Regions from separate parts of the Mus musculus genome. Here region 1 is linked to region 2. Evidence: chromatin contacts called from public ChIA-PET data. All regions are on one chromosome and are shown on one strand. Each heading gives the region's core, a stretch centred on a gene start, on an enhancer-like site or on the middle of the called end of the contact. The rest is flanking DNA. Distances are from core to core; before and after follow the strand shown.

Region 1 (3,064 bases), core at 90-2,589, 400 kb before region 2:
AATGGGGATTGCATTGAATCTGTAGATTGCTTTTGGCAAGATAGCCATTTTTACAATGTTGGTCCTGCCAATCCATGAGCATGGGAGATCTTTCCATCTTCTGAGATCTTCTTTAATTTCTTTCTTCAGGGACTTGAAGTTTTTATCATACAGATCTTTCACTTCCTTCGTTAGAGTCACGCCGAGATATTTTATATTATTTGTGGCTATTGAGAAGGGTGTTGTTTCCCTAATTTCTTTCTCAGCCTGTTTATTCTTTGTGTAGAGAAAGGCCATTGACTTGTTTGAGTTTATTTTATATCCAGCTACTTCACCGAAGCTGTTTATCAGGTTTAGGAGTTCTCTGTTGGAATTTTTAGGGTCACTTATATATACTATCATATCATCTGCAAAAAGTGATATTTTGACTTCCTCTTTTCCAATTTGTATCCCCTTGATCTCCTTTTGTTGTCGAATTGCTCTGGCTAATACTTCAAGTACTATGTTGAAAAGGTAGGGAGAAAGTGGGCAGCCTTGTCTAGTCCCTGATTTTAGTGGGATTGCTTCCAGCTTCTCTCCATTTACTTTGATGTTGGCTACTGGTTTGCTGTAGATTGCTTTTATCATGTTTAGGTATTGGCCTTGAATTCCTGATCTTTCCAGAACTTTTATCATGAATGGGTGTTGGATCTTGTCAAATGCTTTTTCTGCATCTAACGAGATGATCATGTGGTTTTTGTCTTTGAGTTTGTTTATATAATGGATTACATTGATGGATTTTCGTATATTAAACCATCCCTGCATCCCTGGAATAAAACCTACTTGGTCAGGATGGATGATGCTCTGCGTCTTTTCTATAGCTCTATGATGAGTATCTCAATCTCAACTCGGTGTGTCCCTGAAATCCACCCACCACTTTAGCAAGCTGACACGAGGGGAGACCACAGGAGCCCTGAGTAAGAGCTACTCAGTCAGAAGTACAAGCTACAACCTGAGGCTTGCAATTAAAATCTAACGGGAAGGCAAGGAGCGTTTCTGCAGATCTGAGCCTTCAGCCTGTGAGGGCCGACGCTACCGAGTTAAATCATAGAACAGGTTGGTGTTGGAAACCTCCCACACAGATACCTAGTGTCAGAAATTCTGTTCTGAATGGTGTGTACGAGAAAACAAAACAAAACAAAAAGGAACAAAACAACACAAAACAAAAGCCACACGCACGCGTTGGTGGTTTTTATCTGTCAGCTACTTTTCTGTTGCTGTGATAAACCACCACAAGCAAGGAAACGTACAGAAGGAGGAGGTCACTTGAGCTTGCAGTTCCAGAGGGTGGAGTCATTTGTGGGGGCGGTGAGAGGCATCATAGCAAGGCATCATAACAGCTGGATCTGGAAGCTGAGTGCTCACACCTCAACCACAAGCATGTAGCAGAGAGAGCAAACTGAAAGCAGGCAAGACTGCTTTTCCATCTCACAGCCTGAGTCTGGCTGGTGTCATGCTTCCTCCAGCCAGACCTCACGGCCAGACCCTCCACGAAACAGCGCCACCCACCGACTGGGAACCAAGTATTCAAATATCTGAGATCATGCGGGACCTTTCTCCCTCAAACCACCACACAAGCAGCATCTTTTTTTAAAGTACTGTGTTCTAAAAATCACGCATGCACGCTGTGGCATGCTAGCAGTGCCTCATTTCTTCTTCCTACTTAATGATACTTTGCTAGAGGGACCGACAGCATTGTGCATTACCTGTTCATCTGGACTAAAAGTTTTATAAACATAGGTTTTCGTTTCTGTTAAGTATATACTTAGGAGCTAGAGAAATGGTTCCACAGTTAGGAGAACTTGCTGAGCAATTTTGAGACCCAGAGTTCATATTCCAACACACTAGCCAGGCATATTGTATATACCTATACAACCCTAAAAGCAGTGGAGAAAGGGGGAACTTGCTGGTTTTCAGCCTACAATGCAACTCTAGGTTCAGGGAGAGACCCTGCTTAAAAGAATAAGCAAAGGAGGACACACACACTCACACACACAATGCTGTAGAGATGGCTCGGCAGTGAAGAGCACTACCTGCAACTCTGGAGGACCCAAGTTTGATTCCTAGCGAGCACATGGAAGCAATTCCAGTTCCAGACACTCTGACACCCTCTTGGCCTCTACTAGCACCAGGTGTAGAAGTGGCACACTGACAGACATCAGACAAAACACCCACACACATGAAGTAAAATAGTTTTTATGGGAAACAAAAACAAATTTTTATACACTATATACTTAGAAATACTATATACTTAGAACACACTATATACTTAGAAATACTATATACTTAGAACACACTATATACTTAGAAACACTATATACTTAGAAATAGGACAGCTGGACCACATAGAATGATAGCTAATCTTCTTGTCAGGGACTGAACTTCAAAGCACACAGGACAGTGGGAACACACGGGTCAGTGGGAGCACACAGGACAGTGGGAGCACACAGGACAGTGGGAGCACACAGGACAGTGGGAACACACAGGTCAGTGGGAGCACACAGGACAGTGGGAGCACACAGGACAGTGGGAACATACAGGACAATGGGAGCACACAGGACAGTGGGAACACACGGGTCAGTGGGAGCACACAGGACAGTGGGAACACACGGGTCAGTGGGAACACACGGGTCAGTGGGAGCACACAGGAGAGTGGGAGCACACGGGACAGTGAGAGCACACAGGAGAGTGGGAGCACACAGGACAGTGGGGGCACACAGGACAGTGGGAGCACACAGGAGAATGGGAGCACATAGAGAGTCGGAACACATGGATCAGTAGGAGCACACGGGTCAGTGGGAGCACACAGGACAGTGGGAGCACACAGGACAGTGGGAACACACGGGTCAGTGGGAACACACGGGTCAGTGGGAGCACACAGGAGAGTGGGAGCACACAGGACAGTGAGAGCACACAGGAGAGTGGGAGCACACAGGACAGTGGGGGCACACAGGACAGTGGGAGCACACAGGAGAATGGGAGCACATAGAGAGTCGGAACACATGGATCAGTAGGAGCACACGGGTCAGTGGGAGCACACAGGACA
Region 2 (3,323 bases), core at 742-3,241:
ACCTCAATAGTACATGTTAGGAAAAAACATTGTGACGTTTGCCTTGTGAAATGCGGACAGCACAGAGGTGGCCCTTGATGATTTAAGTCATTAAATTACAACTGATTCAATTCAAAGGCCAGTAATTTCACACACATCAGCGTATGAGTAAGGTAGCTCTCAGGGAGGTGCAGCTGATGAAGAGCTCTCCTTTCAAGAGTGATGACTCGAACTAGCTAGACTGAAAGTAAATCTAAAGGGCACACAGCTGGAATATAGCTGTCGGCAGCCTGCTGAGCAATAATGTGGCTCATTCTTCCTATTTGTACAAATGGCTTTGCAAGCAGGACCTGCCATCCAGCAAGCGCATGTGTCCCCACCCCTACCCCACCCGTAAGGAAAGCTCTGGGAACGCTGTATCAGGATCCTTTGCTTTCATGTCTACCGTAAACTGCACGGTGACTTCTTGATGCTACTTAATGAGAAAAAGGTCTTTAAAGTCAATGATCTGCATGACACAGAATACGGGCTCCAAAATTTGAGAAGAGTTTTACACTAAAGGGATTTGCTAGTAAGAATTAAGGGCCAGCCAAGTGCTGGGCCAGAATCCTGTGCCTGACCACTGAGGACACACAGCTTGTTTGTTTATAGTGTAGCAACCTTAATTAGTGTTTTAACTTTTTATTATGGGAAATTCCAACCACACACAAAAGCAGAGTGAGCATACCAGAGCCCACATGCCGACCAACAACATCATAATCACAATGCCCACCCTCTCTGAGTCATCTGAGTCACATTCTAGACATGGCTTATATTTCAATGTCTCCTAAGTAGACACCTGAAAAATATAACCAAAATATCATAAATATACCTGATGGTTTCCTATAAATATTTAACAATCTTCTGGAAAAGTGGGGCGGAGGGGGCTAGGCTTCAGAGACTTTGCTATATTCCATGGTATAAATATTCCCACTAAGGGTAATGTCAAGCCAACAAACATAAGTGCAATTGAGATGCACATATAACAAATGTGTCAACCTTATACAACACCTCAACTCTGCAGAAACACTGAGCATAGTTTATTTTATTTTATGTATATGTGCACCGTGTGCCCAAGGACAGAAGTAGTCAATGCATTTCCTGGTACTGGAATTAGGGATGGTTGTGAGCTGCCATGTGGGTGCTAGGAATTGAACCTGGGTCCTCTGGAAGAACAGCTAGAGGTCTTAATCAATGAGCTGTCCCTATAACTTAGTTTTTTGTTTTTTGTTTTCTTTTGTTTTAATGACCATTTAACAAGCGGCTTGCAAAATTCCCAAAAGCTTAGGTATTTTTGTAAAGATTTATTTATTATTATATGTAAGTACACTGTAGCTGTCTTCAGACATACCAGAAGAGGGTATCAGATCTCATTATGGATGGTTGTGAGCCACCATGTGGTTGCTCACATTTGAACTCAGGACCTTTGGAAGAGCAGTCAGTGCTCTTAACTGCTGAGCCGTCTCTCCAGCCCCTTAGGAGATTATTTTGATAAGCATGAGCACGTCGGCATTAATACCCTCAATTCACACTGAAAGAACTAATAATCCTTGACTCTCACCAGCTGTCCTCTGACTCTCTGTCCTCTCCCCTCTCTCTCTGAGGTAGAAGAGTCAAGCAGGAAACAGGGGAATGCTGGGAAACCACACCAAGGCGGGAGGCCCTTGAGCTGGCTGTGCGCGGCTTCCTGTTATAAACAGCCTGCTGTCACTGCTTCTGGGGGGCTAAATGAGATGCCCTCACTCACGTTCATCTCCATTTCACCAGGAAATTTTAGCTGTGCTTTTATCTTGAAGAAAAACAGTTTGCAAAGGAGCAGAAGGGGGAAGTTGGAAGTAGAAAACTATATCCACGCTGGAGCCCATGAGCTTAAGCTGCCAATGAATTCTAAGCTGAAGAAGATGGGCTATGATGGGAGTTTGCAAAAGCCGTCCATTATGTTTGCCCTTTAGCAACCACCACAGAGCATCGGGTGTGGAGGGGCAAGGGCAGACAGTACAGCTGTGACCTTCAGCCTGGAAGGTGCATGCTGGGCCATGACCCCACCCTAAGCTTACTACATTTAAGCAAAGCTCCAAGGTCCAACCAACCATTTTTTTTTTTTATTGTAAACTTTATTTTGTTTTTCTTTTAAAAACCATACTAGGTGGTGGCGCACACCTTTAATCCCAGCACTTGGGAGGCAGAGGCAGGTGGATTTCTGAGTTCCAGACCAGCCTGGTCTACAGAGTGAGTTCCAGGACAGCCTGGGCTATACAGAGAAACCCTGCCTCGGAAAAAAAACTAAAAAACTAAAAAAACAAAAAAAAAAAACAAAAACAAAAACTGTACTAGGAAGATTTATAACATGATAAAATAGGAAAAAGCAAGGGTCCTGCATGTGCTTTTCTTGTAGGTCTAAAAAGGATCGGCCCCTGCCTGGCCACACCCACATGTTTTCCAGCAGATCCTGAGCAGATGATGTCACCCACAATTACTCTAGCGCTGCAAACTCCCCTTTCCAGATCCCATGGCAGGAAACCTCTCTGATCATTCATATATATATATACCTATACACACACACACACACACACATACACACACACATATATATGTGTGTATGTATATGTGTGTGTGTATGTATGTATATATATATATGTCAAGACCTAATTATTAGTAGGGAAGAGCCCCATGGACAATTAGTTTTTGTAAAGTTTGCTGATATAATCACTGACTAAATTCCTTGTGTGAAAAATGTCTTGGGAAACTGAATGCCATCTGGGTAGGCAGACTGTATGGTGGGGTGGGAAAGGGACAACAGAGCTCAGGGGCCTGTCTGTGTCTCTTCTGTGCTCTGCTGTGTATATTGGGTGGGTCCTCTGAGCCTACCCATAAGGACAGAACAGCTGCTGCCGTTCCCCTTCAGGAAACTGTCATAATCCACTGTGATCGTGTCTCTGAAAACACCTCTGAAAGTGAGGTATACCATTCCCTGTATATGCAGAAATGGTTAGTTGTATAGGGAGACAACAACAACAACAACAACAACAACAACAACAACATCATCTATTGCTTTGGTCCTGAACACAGGAGGAGAATACTCTCAAAAGGAAAAAAAAAAGGGGGGGGGTGCAAAGAAAAATGGTGAAGATTGGATGGTGTTCATAGCCAACAAACAAACCAGGGGGGATATAAGGGTAATGCCATGTTTTCTATCAGGTCAGAAGTGGGTGAACTGAGGATCGACAAACGGGATTGCTAGCATTGCCGAGGCGCCCCCAAACATTCCTGTTGTATTAAATAATGAAATTAAAATTCGAGATTCA

What was found. ChIA-PET counts read pairs in DNA pulled down with a chosen protein or histone mark.
Region 1: an RNA polymerase II ChIA-PET map of memory CD8 T cells shows a contact between it and region 2, with 6 read pairs. The contact joins two enhancer-like sites. A contact is called at or near these places in 4 of 39 promoter capture datasets (the C10 cell line, cranial neural crest, frontonasal cranial neural crest and 1 more), 1 of 15 datasets of contacts at CTCF or cohesin (the NIH/3T3 cell line), 2 of 115 datasets of contacts at active chromatin or transcription factors (fetal liver and memory CD8 T cells) and 2 of 9 other capture datasets (embryonic stem cells and liver).

What each region holds. Positions count from the first base shown.
Region 1 is chr5:105,838,391-105,841,454 of GRCm38.p6, reverse strand. No RefSeq gene overlaps it. Among named protein-coding and RNA genes, the nearest start is that of Zfp326, 37 kb to the left of the region's middle. Within about 2 kb of position 1,339, at least 11 of the 459 cell types and tissues checked have an H3K27ac peak or open chromatin away from gene starts, as enhancers often do. A contact at or near this core is called in memory CD8 T cells, where this site is marked.
Region 2 is chr5:105,441,954-105,445,276 of GRCm38.p6, reverse strand. The region is part of intron 1 of Lrrc8b (leucine rich repeat containing 8 family, member B); the gene reads right to left. Among named protein-coding and RNA genes, the nearest start is that of Lrrc8b, 28 kb to the right of the region's middle. Within about 2 kb of position 1,991, at least 92 of the 459 cell types and tissues checked have an H3K27ac peak or open chromatin away from gene starts, as enhancers often do. A contact at or near this core is called in memory CD8 T cells, where this site is marked.